Regions from separate parts of the Mus musculus genome. Here all the other regions are linked to region 3. A link is a contact called in public ChIA-PET data. All regions are on one chromosome and are shown on one strand. The core of a region is the stretch at or near the end of the contact, and the rest is flanking DNA. Distances in the headings are between cores, read along the strand shown. Region 1 overlaps Sp100 (nuclear antigen Sp100). Region 2 holds the start of Sp110 (Sp110 nuclear body protein). Region 3 holds the start of Sp100 (nuclear antigen Sp100).

The links. ChIA-PET counts read pairs in DNA pulled down with a chosen protein or histone mark.
Region 1: an RNA polymerase II ChIA-PET map of effector CD8 T cells shows a contact between it and region 3, with 67 read pairs. The contact joins the enhancer-like site here to the promoter of Sp100 in region 3. A contact is called at or near these places in 1 of 15 datasets of contacts at CTCF or cohesin (CD8 T cells), 1 of 484 Hi-C or Micro-C datasets (bone marrow-derived macrophages), 6 of 115 datasets of contacts at active chromatin or transcription factors (the 230-238 cell line, CD8 T cells, the HPC-7 cell line and 3 more) and 3 of 9 other capture datasets (adipose tissue, liver and pancreatic islet).
Region 2: a contact with region 3 is called in an RNA polymerase II ChIA-PET map of memory CD8 T cells, with 44 read pairs. The contact joins the promoter of Sp110 here to the promoter of Sp100 in region 3. A contact is called at or near these places in 3 of 115 datasets of contacts at active chromatin or transcription factors (CD8 T cells, heart atrium and memory CD8 T cells) and 1 of 9 other capture datasets (liver).

What each region holds. Positions count from the first base shown.
Region 1 is chr1:85,685,900-85,690,326 of GRCm38.p6, reverse strand. The region is part of intron 11 of Sp100 (nuclear antigen Sp100); the gene reads right to left. Among named protein-coding and RNA genes, the nearest start is that of Sp100, 38 kb to the right of the region's middle. Within about 2 kb of position 3,101, at least 76 of the 459 cell types and tissues checked have an H3K27ac peak or open chromatin away from gene starts, as enhancers often do. A contact at or near this core is called in the 230-238 cell line, CD8 T cells, the HPC-7 cell line and 3 more, where this site is marked.
Region 2 is chr1:85,596,664-85,600,803 of GRCm38.p6, reverse strand. Sp110 (Sp110 nuclear body protein) reads left to right here and starts at 1,994. Exons shown (of 12, transcript NM_030194.1): 1 at 1,994-2,175. Sp140 (Sp140 nuclear body protein) reads right to left here and starts at 101. Exons shown (of 17, transcript NM_001013817.2): 1 at 1-101.
Region 3 is chr1:85,648,259-85,652,811 of GRCm38.p6, reverse strand. Sp100 (nuclear antigen Sp100) reads right to left here and starts at 2,798. Exons shown (of 22, transcript NM_001372231.1): 1 at 2,685-2,798. The coding sequence starts at 2,710.

The DNA.
Region 1 (4,427 bases), core at 1,852-4,351, 37 kb before region 3:
TCTAATGCTGTTATAAGTGCCAACCATAGTTCCTGGGCTTACCCATGGCTTCATCTGTGCAAGAACAGAGCTTTAGGAGAACCAGGTTTGGAAAGGATGAGCAAACAAATGTGGTTTCTGCTTAAGCTTAAAATCTCAATGATTTTAATAAGGCGCACCCTTCTGCCCTGCCTCAGCCTCCTGAGAGTGAGTGGATTGTGCTATCACCCTAACTTGATATCTGTTTTCAGAGTTTATCTCATATGTTTGATAAAATAAATATAAAAAGAATTAAATGAAAAGGTGGGTGGTGGTGGCACACACCTTTAATCTCAGCACTCTAGTGGCAGAGACAGGTGGATCTCTGTGAGTTTAAGACCAGCCTGATTTACAAAGCAAGCTCCAGGACAGCTAAGACTGTTTGTTACACAGAGAAATCCTATCTTAAAAAAAAGTAAAGAAAGCAACCAACAAACAAGAAAGAGAGAAAGAGAGAGAGAAAGAGAGAAAGAGAGAGGGGGAAGGAAGGAAGAAAGGAGAGAGAGAGAGAAGTCTCCAATGAATGCTGTGGGAGACAGTACTCTCTGCACCACAAGTCTTACTGTAGAGATCCGATCTGATGAAGTGTTAAAATGAGAAATTCTGTGAGGAGGTTACTTCTTGCTCTCTAGTGAAGTAGGGGGCCTCTCCTACTCATAATCTTATCAATTTGCCCTGTTCACCAGGACAAATTTGTCATTGCAAGCATCTTTCAATTAGAAATTAATGGTACTTCTCATGAAGCTAATTTCCAAAGAGACCTCTATTTCTGACAGATTATCTTACTTGACGATTTCTGGTCATGATATAACCTATAAACACTTGTAAGATTTTATGCTGAATCAGTAGTAGTGTTATTCATGAGAGGTCATGAAGGTAGGCAATAAAAGGGCTTCAAATAAAGATTTTGAGAATCTTGTCTCACGTAAATTTATGCTGGTCATCAGTGAAAAATATTCACAGAAACATAGTTATTCAACATACAGTTTTTAAGTGTGTAGAAATTATATAATGAAAAAATATTTTTATGGGAGAACACTGAGTTCTTGGATCAATCTGATGAATGCAATTAATTAATTAATAAGATGAATGCAATTCTAATCAGAGATTCCAATGGACTAATGGATAGGGGGAAACATTCTTGAATTTATTCTAAAATCCACTCCCAGCAAGTCATCACGGTGGTTGTAGCTATGAGCCCTCCACTCTGTCCATTTGTGTCGCTCCCTCAGGTGCCAAAGGTGTGAGGGGTGGGGACCAAGACATGGACAGGGAGACAAGCAGCATCTCCAGCACTGCGCAGTAGCATAGGGAACGGTTTTACAGATTCTTTTGTTATTGATTTGTTTTTAAGACAGGGTTTCTCTGTGTAGCCCTGGTTGTCCTGGAAGTCACTCCATAGACCAGGCTGGCCTTGAACTCAGAGATCCACTTGACTCTGACTCCCAAGTTCTGGAATTAAAGGTGTGCCCCAACACACCTAGATGATTTTTTGACTCTTGTATCCCATTTATACAAAGAGCCAAATCCCATGGGGACTAGGGATGTAAACATTAAAAAATGGTCAGGTTTCTTGCAAGCACTCTAAAATCAAATATAGACCATTTTTTTAAATCTTTTTTTTTTTTTTTTAATCTTCAGGTGGAAATGGCTACAACTTCAATATGAGACCTAGGAACCACTGTGGGGAAAATAGCAATAGATTCTATTAATAACTCACCAGAAAGCCAAGGAGTGAGACAGAAATCCTAGGGATACATGTGCTCAGGAGTTAACAGCGTGGAAGAGCGGCTGCAAGGCAGTAGAGAGAGAGGAGCAGGGAGAGAGGAACACACAACAGGCAGTGAGAAATGACTGCTATGCCAAAATCAAAGCAACGGATGCTAACAGGATCCTCAAGCAGGGTTTAAGGCGGTTCAGTTAAGGGCAAATAGGATCAAAGTACATTAATACATGAAAAGATCATAAAGAAACCTGTTATTTATGACAAATTAGTGCACATTTAAAAGTATATAAGTCAGCACTATTATGTTAAAACAAATAGTGTGTAAAAATGTAGACTGTGTCCCCTGACCAGCTGTGATCTTTTTTTTTTTACAAAGCAAGAAAAGGAAAACACATATAGATATATCTAACTTATGCAAATAATGTCATTACATGCTATGTTAATATATAATGATATATTCTTGAAAGATACATACCAGTCTAGAAGGAACACTTAAAAGCAGAATAAATCTGATGAAAATATAATATTTTGAAAAAACCCTAAATTATAATTTTTTAAAACATTCCTTTTGCTTTTTTAAGGTATAGTAAAGATAGTGGTCAGAGAACTGTAAAGTATAAAGAAAAGTCACAAGTATTACGGCAATTTGCATTACTGCTGGGAAAGCCTGGGGGCATTGTATGTGTGAATGTGTGTGTGCATGTACATGTGTGTATGTGTGTGTGCATGTACATGCGTGTATGTGTCTGTCTCAGGTATCCTCCTCTCTTGCTCTTCATATGATTTACTTTATGCCACAAGGTCTCTCAGCTGAGCCTGGAGCTTGCAATTGCACTGACTAGCTGGTGAGCTCACAGGATCTTGCTGTTTCTGCTCCCATCCCTAGGGTTGCAAGTGTGCACCATGGTTTTCAGCTTTTTACACTGGTCTTGGGATCTGAACTCACGGGGCCTGGTCCTCGATACAAAGTGCTCACAACTGACTACAGCAGGAAGTGGGGGTTGGTTTCAGGTTTCTAACATCCTGTAGCTGGGAGACTGTGCCCTCACTTCCTGCTAAGCCAGTCTGATTTTCTTTTTGAACCACGGTCACATGCCACAGTGCCTGCTATTTATAAGCCACCTTTATTCTAAGACCCTGAGGCAGACTCGTCCACCCTGTTAGATGCTTGTCAGTTTCCAATCTAGCCTTTCAGCATACCTTTTGGGACTCGCATGGGACCCAAACACATGCCACTTCTAGTTCTGCTTCTAACTGCCCTTTGCAAGGAATTTTTATTTTGCCCCCTCCAAAGACTCCCAAACATTAGTGACACTCAACGTGTCTATATCAAAGGATGGCTCTACCTCTGAGATACATTTCCCTTTTGTGGTTCTTCACTTCATACCTGCCACTCCTAAATGATTGTGATCATCTCAAACGTGCAGATTTAGTTAATTAGATCTAGAAACAGTGGTGACCCAGATGATGGGCTTGGTTTCAGAAACACTGACTCTGTCATTGTGGGAGACATCAGGAGTGAAGAAGGCTAAAAACATCAGGACCTTGGGCAGAGGCCCCGGGCACTGTGTTTACAAAACAGACTTATGTTTTTAAGGACAGCTAGGTTGTGGCTGGTGACTGAGGCCCAGGGTGGATGAGAGACCCAGGTGAAGCTTATGGTAATTAATCAGGGTAAGGCACAGGGCTACTCTGCTGCCTCGGAACTGTATAGTGAAACCCCAGGGCAGCTGTCTGCCACACCTTTGTACCCAGATGCTTTTGCGGCCCTTTCATTTTGCCTCCCTTGTTTCTCTTTTCTCGCCTCTTTCCTGTTTATACCACCTCTTGTTTATAGATTGTTATCACCTTTTTAACACGTTCTCTAGTTTATGTGACCCACAGTTTTCAGGCTGCTCCTTTATCATCTATGTATACTTTATTCTTCTCCATGCTCATGTCTCTGGATCTTTTCTTGATGAGGTGACCTTGTTTCAACTTCCATCTCTGTCTTAGCTAGGATTATTATTGCTGTGATAAAATACCATGACAAAAAAACAACTTGGGGAGGAAAGGGTCTATTCAGCTTATACTTCCACATCACTATTCATCATGGAAGGAAGTTGGGACAGAAACTCCAGCAGGGCAGAAACCTGGAGTCAGGAGCTGATGCAGAGGCCATGGAGGGATGCTGCTTGCTGGCTTGCTCCCCATAGCTTGCTCAGGCCTGCTTTTTTTATAGAACCCAGGACCACCAACTCAGGGGTGGTACCACCCACAATAGGTTGGGCCCTCTCCCATCAATCACTAATAAGACAAGACATTTTCTCAATTGATGTTCCCTCCTCTCAGATGACTCCAGCTTGTGTCAAGTTGCAAGAACACTCAGCACAATCTTCCTTTCTGTTTTGTACTTTATTCTAGTTGTTTCTTCTTTCTTATCTTGATTTGGGGGCTATTTGTATGTTAATGTCTTTGTCCCTGTCTCCATCATATACATTGTTTCACCTCACAGGTCATTGCTGTCATGGCAACCAAAGGCCAGCTCCTCTCACACAGAACACACTATCATCTTTTGCCATTTTCTGTGATAATTCTGTGCCACATACCTGTCAGTCTCTGACTTTACCTGCATGTTTCTGAGACAACGGAGAGGTATGCCTTTCCTATTCTTTCTGCTTACATCATCTACCAAGTAGTCCCT
Region 2 (4,140 bases), core at 745-3,244, 51 kb after region 3:
ACCAGGAAGAGTTAGATTGTCTGCAGTCTCTCAGACTTGGAACTGTCCTGGCACCCTAGTAAGTCAGAACCAGAGAAGCTGGGACCTGATAATTGAGCAGCAGAGTAGGAAAAGTCGGGTGTGGCTTCATAAAGTTTTTGAAGCTTCTGAAGGTAGCTAGAGCAAGAGACCGCCCCCAACCCCGCCCACACACCTCCAACCAACCAAAGGCAAGTGCAGAGAATCCAGGCAGAGCCGCTTGCTAAGGTGTGACACTGACAGCGAGGCAACACAGGGCTTCAGCAATTTCACCATGGTCTTGAGAACAAGAGGCATCTCACAGAATTCGGAAGTGGATCACAGCCGAGGCTATAGCCAGTCGGGGACAGTATCATTTTTGAAGAATGGGTGCCTTACATTTACTCTGCACAACTGTTGCTCTTATCTGGAATGCTCATTCTCATTCTGTAAGTTAGAAAACCAGCCTGAAGTGGAAAGGTAAAGAAACAGGCGTAAAGATGCAAATAAAACAAAAGCAACCAACAGAAGCCTGGAAATAACAGGCAAAACAGAGGCAGAGACAAGGTGGCTAGGGACGAGGGCCTGTCCAGGGCTCCAGGCTCAGACCTCTGCTGAAGAGGTACAAATTACTGACCTGCAGGAACAGGTCCCAAGAGTACAGGGATGCAAACAAAGCCATACACCAAAAAAAAAGTACACTTTATGTCTTCATTTATATGGCATTTCTGCGCCGGTCAAACTTAGCTGTGTAACCGATGATCTGTGGTTCTCTGGGGCTGGAATCTGAGAGGGGGTTTTCTGCCAAGAACAAGGGGATTTTAGGAGGGCAGAGGACTTGGCCTGTGTGATCACTGTGGCATGATTATATTTGGTAAAGTTCACCAAAATCATCACTTTAGGTAAATGCATCTTTAAAACTGTGTTAAACGTATAAGTCTAATGAGCTCTCACGTGGTGTGAAATACCAGGTGAGGTTTTACCATCATTACTGTAGTCCTAGTATGTGTGACTCCAAATGAAATCTTTGCCCTTATTCATATCTGTCTGATGTAATAACTTTTCTTGCTTTAGAGGTTTCTCGAGGGTAGGGTAATTTTCTGACACATAAGCATGCTTGTGATTCTTGTGCAGACTCTCTCTCTCTCACACACACACACACACACACACACACACACACACACAAGCATTAATGCACACTCAGTCCCCATCCCTGAGACACTCTGGGCCAAGCCTCTACACACACACACACACACACACACACACACACACACACACACTCAGTCCCCATCCCTGGGACACTCTGGGCCAAGCCTACTGTTCTAACTGTACTTGGCTGCAAATTCTACCGTCGGTGTCTCCATAGGAAGTACAGAGAAGCTCTGTCCTGTGTGGGCTAGCCTTGGTTCAAATCTAAAGTCCCAGAGGCCTCGTGGGTATCCTGGGGGTGGGGAATTGGGGTGTCTTGTGGATCAAATACATTTGGGAAATATTAGACGGGGTTACATAGAACTCTTCTCAGTTGAACACTCAGAGACCCTAGCTCAGACTCTTTCGAGAGTCACTTGGTTGCCTTTTGTTTTATTTCAATTTTCTCACATAGTGATCCTGACAAATTCTAGACATTTCAAAGATGCCAGCTCTGGTTGTTGTTGTTGTTGTTGTTGTTGTTGTTGTTAATTTAATAACTTCTAGCAATTTTTTTCAGGATAACCTTCACCCCAATGCAGTTTGAGAATACTTCCTAAAGGTTACAATGAGACCACTGGGGGAATAGATCCCCAGGTTAGGAAGGGGACAGTGGACACACCCTTCCCATGTTCTCCAGTGTTAATCCTTTGCCTCCCTGCCTCTCACTCCACTCCAGGCAGATCTGGATTCCCAGCAAGTGCCCCTGAAACCCATAATGCTAACCACGCTGGGGAACCGCACAAGGCAGGGGTGGAGGAGTGGAGGGCGGAATTGGTGTGGCTGGCTGGCTTCCTGCTCAGTGTGCTGAGATCACTTTCATTTTTCTTTTCTTGAAGCCTGACTCCCCGCGGGACTTCCAAGGCAGCATAACTTCGGGTCCAGACTGGGCTGTCAGGCTTTTCCAGGAAGGATCCAGGAACCCCTTAACTAATCCAGGCAGTGACCTGGGAGAACTCGGGAGAACCCGTGGCAGCCCTCAGCATCCAGGTGCGTTCTGCTCTTGGGCTCTGCAACTAGATTCCTGATTCTTGGGGTCAGCTTTTGTCTGCTGTACCCTAGACTCCCCAGGTTCTCTCTTTGCTAAGTAATCTTGTCCAGAGACTCGAGCATGGCTCCGGATCCTGGCTCGGACCCTGGAGTGGAGGTGGATAAGAGGGAGGAAGGGGAGGGGAGGGGAGGGCAGTGAGGGCTTATACACACAACTCTTTTTCTGAAACAGACTTTGGGGACAGTGTCCAGTGCCTATTCCCGAGGTTGGACCTCGCAAGTGTCCACGGTGGGCGGTGCCGTTATCATCTTCCAACACTTGCCTAATTATGGAGCTATTGGGAAAGAGAAAGTAAGGGGCGCCCTTACTTCTCTCTAGCGGGGGTATGGATGGTTTTTGTATGTTTGCTTTTTTTGGTTTTAGTCCATGGTCATTTCACTGAAATACATTACTGTGCGTGAAAATTCAAGGGAAATGTAATTTTTACAGCTGGTGACCCTGATTCCAAATAAGTCACAGAACACTTGAAATGCTTTTCACTTCTACCCTATCAGGGACTGTGACTATTGTTTTGTCTCCTGGTCACTTTGATAGTACTATGCACTGTCAAGTCCTTCGACTTGTCTGCCTTTTCCCAGCTTAATTATGCATTCATTGTATATGATGCTCATTTTATTGATTGTTTGGGGCTTTGTCTTTCCTAATGGGTGTTTGTCTTTCCCTAATTTATTTGTAAGGCCCTTAACATAATAAAAACCTGCATGCAGGCAGCTGAGACACAGGATCTTTTTTCCCCTCTTCAAGACAGAATTTCTGTGTAGCCCTGAGTGTCCTGGAACTATATATATCAGGATGGCCTCCAACTGCCTTTGCCTCCAGTGCTGGCATTAAAGGCTTGCACCATTTCCTCAGGCTTGAGATACCATATCTTGCACAGTGAGAAACAAAATATCAGAGACAGACACACTCTACTGTAGATTGGTGTCCTTGGCACAGGTACTTAACCTCTGTAGATCTGACTTCCATCTTCGGAAACTGTGGCAGGCGGCAAATGGCAAAGTTGCCACAGCAGCGTAGGTCTGAGTGCTGCTGCCATCCTAAGCAGAACCCAGAGCACATGTTCTTGCTGCCTCCCCTCCCCTCCCCCACAAGTAGCCTCAACAGCTTTCCCTCCCACCTGTCCCCAGTCTGCCAGGATTCCCTCAGGACTGGATGATCTGTGACACATCTCCCTGCTCTACAGTCCTACTGTGAAGTCGGCTTCTTTTTGTTTTCTCCTCAACATTTTTTTTGCTAAGTTTAAGAGATTGGGAAAGAAGAAGAAAGGGACAGACAAGTCTACTCAATGTGATGCTGGGATTAAATTCCTGGAAATACTCTTTGGAAATACTCTTTAATATTTAATATTCTGTTTTAAAAAAGAGGAAAGGGGGACCTTTGCCTTCTTTGTGTTTAAGATTAGCAAACAAATAAACAGAACTGTGTTGCTAGCTGGGATGCAGCTCAGGGATAGGGCACTTGCCTAAGATGCACAGGTCCTGGACTCCATCCCCACTACTGCCAATCAACAACAAAAGCGCCCCCTCTGTGATCAAAAGGTTTACTAGGGCCTGCCTTCTTACAACAGTTTGCCACCTGGAAGTTTTCTGTTATAACTCACTGGTTATTTTCTCATGATCCAGAAGCAGTCGATTTTTAGAAACATTCCATAAGAAGACCCAGGTCCATCCTGAAGAATGAAATGGGGTCATAAAACCAAGCGTTGACTTTGACCAATCCTATTTTTCATATCCTTCCTGATTTTATTCATGTGTTGTCTGCTTGCGTCAAAGTGTTGTGAGTGATTTTTCAGTGTCTAAATATTACCAGCTTTCTAGCTCTACATGTTGGGTGGTCTCTTTTTCATGAGCATTGGTATGAGATAGTGCTCTGCTACACTGCAGGTGATCTGTTCTAAGCCAGCT
Region 3 (4,553 bases), core at 1,549-4,048:
CCCCAACACCCCAAGGGTGCTGGATTTTCTCAGTGGCTTCCATTATCACTTTATTTATGGATGTGTCTTTCTTACAAGATCAATACTACAATTCAAATTTAACTTTGTATAAGAGGAAACCCACTATACACAGTGCCAAAAGACAAGGGAGAATATAGCTACGGTTTCTCAAGACATTTAGCCAGTGCATAGAAGAAGTGCATATAAAAACCACATAGGGGTTTTTATACAAGAAAAATAAATGAATTAAATCTGTTAAAAAATAAATGAACACCTGACTAAAGATATTGAAAACAGACCAGTGCTGGAGAGGGAGCTGAAGGGCCAGTGCATAAGAAACGCAACCCATTTCCTGCTTAATAGAGAGACTGCAAAACAGCACACATCTCTATTGCCTTTGTGTACTTGGGCTGAGAGAGGAAGACGCCTCACCTCAGTAGCTACTGGCAGGGAAATGCATAGACTTTGCCTCCTCAGCAGCCATTTGGCAACGTCTATAAAGCAAGTAACGCCCTTTGTCTCGGTAGTCCCCTGATTATATCTTTGATTCAAGACAAAATACTAGTCAATAAGCATAATGCATTATACGGCCAACGTTCCCACAGCTTGTGGGTGACAGTCAACTATGGTAGTGAGCGAAAGTTCATCAAAAGGAGACTGGTTTAAACTGGTTTAAAACTCGTGGAAAGGACTGGCAAGCTGGCGCAGTGGAAAAGGAGCCAGCAACCCAGCCTGATGACTTGGCTCGGATCCCAGAAGCCACACGGAAGAAGGGAGGTACCACCTCCTCTATTTTGCCCCCTGACTCCATGACACACGCAAAGCTGCTGCACGTGTGCACACATAAATAAGCATGACATTGAATGATACGTTTCTTGGTTCATATACAAGTGCTCTGAATGGCAGGGAGCTGTGAAAAAGAGTAAAGTAAGTGTACCCTCATTACACGGAGGACCTCGCCAAGGCTTCTACTCTTTAAAACAGGCTAAGGCTGAAAACACCTCACACCATTACAAAATGAAAATATGCATTAACGAAAACAAATTATACATGAAATGCATTTGGAAAGATAAAGGGGCTGGAGAGATAGGTCAGCAGTTAAGAGCAAAGATTGTTCTTCAAAAGGACTGGAGTTCAGCTCCCAGTCTGTCAGCTCATAGCCATCTATAACTCCAACTACAGGGGACCTGACATCCTCTTCTGTCCTCCAAAGGCACATTCCCTAATAGTGTACACACTCTTTTCTCTCTCTCTCTTACACACACACACACACACACACACACACACACACACACACGCACGCACGCATGCACGCACGCGCGAGACCCAATAAATATTTTGTAGACAATAAGAAAGACCCAGGTATGGTATTGTACACCTTTAATCCCTGTACTTGGGAGGCAGAGGCAGATGGATCTCTATTGTAAGTCCAAGTCCAGGCAGGTTTACATAGCAAGTTTCAGGTCAGCCTGGACAACATAATAAAAAAGATCAAGAGACCGTGCCTTAAAATAAAAAATAAATAATATAAGGAAGATTGAGCCCAAGGAGTGGGCTAAGTATATGGGGGCAGCTGAGGGGTCTTATCCTTTCTATATTTCCACAAGTTTGAAAGCTTATAAACCACATTTTATTATGAAATGGTCCTGGTGGTCTAGGCCTGTAACCTCAGTCACTCAGAGGCTCACAAGTTCAAGGTCAGCCTAACCTATACAATGAGTTCCACACTGGTGTGAGTAACTTAGCAAAACCTTGAGTCAAAGTTCTAAAAAATAAATAGAGATATATAATCAGGCATATTCAAAGTCCGAGGTTCATCTGCAGTACTGAAAAAAAAAATGTATTACGTCCTTCGTACTAACAAAAACACTGCCCAACATTATTTATGCATAGTAGCGCATCTGAGTTACTGGAGCAAACAGAATTCTACTGTTTCCTGCCAGAGCTAACATCCACCTAGAACAGAAAACTAAAGGGAAATAGAAATATGTGGCTTGCCCTGACCTTTGCAATCAAGGCCCTTTCTTGTCTTTTGTCTTCCTTGGATCGAGGTCTGACAGTGAGAGCTTAAACCAGGAGTGAGCCTGGGCACAGCTTTCTTGGTGACAAGTCCTGCCAGACAGGTAGGAGAAACAGGGCAGCGGGTGCCAACTGTTTACCCAGCATCGTCTGCTATTTGGACTTCTTCCCTGAGGTGACTTTCCTGCAGGAGTCCTGCTCTAATGCAGAGAGAGGCAGAGGGACTGAGACCGCTTGGGTCACAAGATAATAACAGAACCATGCCACAGGAGTCCCTGTCAGCTGTGGCCAAAGTCTCCCTCTGACAGCTGAGCAGTGGTCATAAAGACAGTTATGACTTGTGTACAATCTGGCAAGCTTGTCTCTCTCGGCAGCGGATATCAAACTCAAGTGTTCAGGTATGCTGATGTTCTCTCTCTTTCTCTCTCTGTGTCTGTCTGTCTCTCCCTCTCTCTCTTTCTCTCTCTCTCTCTCTCTCTCTCTCTCTCTCTCTCTCTCTCTCTCTGTCTCTTCACCTCATCACCCCCAAATCTATCCCCTCTCATTATAGGCCAAAGCTACTTCATGTCAGGCGGTTTGAACTGACTGAAGCTTGGGTCACTAATTCAAGACATAAAATCAACCGTGTTGTCAGAGGAAAAGGTTACAGAGGGAAAAAGACTCACCTGGGGCTGCCGTCGCTCCCTTCCATCTTCCACAGCTGCCTGGGGCCTGGGACAGTGAGCTCTGATCCCTTGGTATCTGCACAGGCTTCTGTGTGTTTGCCTTGGGCCACATCTGAGAGCAGGAAGTGAGCCCAAGCACTAAGAAACCAGAGAGGGCTCCGCCCTGATGGGGAAAAGAAAAACGAAAGTAATTCTCTAATCTCAAGGGTGCTGCTGTGAGATCCTGTCCCATCCATCATTTTTGGAATGTTGTAGCAGGGAGGAGAAAGGGGACCTAGAGGATTGCAGAAGGGTACACCAGGACAAGCTGAGCCAGTTCCTGAGAGTGCCTTCTTTATGGAAAGATGGGACAAACAAACAAAACAAAACAATTAAAACCCCTCCACAGAAACTCAAACTGTACTCTCTTGCTCCTGTGTCTAGGAGGGGAGCAGGGATCCCCCCAGGGTTGGTTGCCATGTCCCTGGCTGAAGTGACTTGGGTAAGGAGACAGCAGGGAAGGAAGGTCAAACACTTGCAAGGTATCTCTCAGGCCAGCAGGAGACCCAGGAATGTGGCCAGGACAAGATTTCTCAGACCCAGGATTGAGGACATCCCCCAACTCCATAGACATTGGGTCAGAGCAAGACTTGGGTCTCTGAAGACTTGTCATCCCAGCCTAGAAGTCAAAGGCAGGAGGAAGCTGCAGCAGTGGCCACCAGGGCATGAAGACAAAGATGTGGTCCTCCCTTCTGAGGTGCAGATATGATAAGTAGTGATGAGCTGTCACCTCCAGTGAGTCTTTCTAGGAGGCCCCTCATGGATCATTAGGATATATCAAGTTCTCTCTGTTCCTCCTTCTGGGAGCACTTTCTCTGAGGGACTTGGGGACCTGAGGTGAGCCTCTACCCTGACAGGTCTCCCAGCAGAGAGTCTGCTTGCCTCTTTCTCATCCTTTAGTTCACATACACAGGGATAGGCTGGTATGAAGCTGGGGTGGGTATGACTCACAAGAGTAATGTGAGGCCATGCCTGAGGTTAGCCTTTGGGGTCTTTTAGTGCCCCACATTTTAGCCATGTCTCCATTTCTACTTCGATCTAGAATAAGAAACTTTGGGATGATTTTACAGGACTCTAAGTAACAAGACTTTGCAGAAGCACCTCAAAGCTAATGTGTGCATGGGAATCCAATGTCTATATGTTGCTGGTTCAGTTCCTTCTTGGAGACCCAGAGGAGTGCACACAGGGAGAGCTGAACTATCACTATACTATCCAGTGTCTGACTGGAACTCCTGAGACCTGAAAGCCCAGCTCCACAGTAAAGTGTAACTCTTGGGAGATGAGGTGCACAGGGAACAGAACATTGCTACACCTACTTACCCCAAAGCAGCTCTGGAAGAATGCTATTAAAGGGTCCCCCCTTCCCTGAATACCCCGCATCTCAGTTTCCAGCTATAATATTGGCAGAATTGTTCATACAGAAATCTAGAACATTCTGGCCTTGTGTTACTCTACCTGGGTGAGAATAAGATGGCTATCATAACTTTGAATCAAATTGGAAGCAAGCTTTGATACTGTCAGGATGAACTCTGGCCAGGTCTATTCCTGGATGCACAAAAGAATGGCAAATTTCACAGAAGCTTAAATGAGTAGCCCCATAAGGCCACCATATTTCCCTTTGTGTCCAATCAGGGGGAATTATGCTTCCTGATATAATTCCTGCCTGCATCCAATCAGGCAAGCATACATGTTGACATGTTTCCCACATACGTACCTCCTGCCTACATGTGACCAAGCACATCCTATGTAGTTGGGGCAAACAAATCTGTGTAGGGAAGTGAAAACATGTGTCTTGTTTCACAGAGGCATTCTTGTTTCACAGATCTCTTT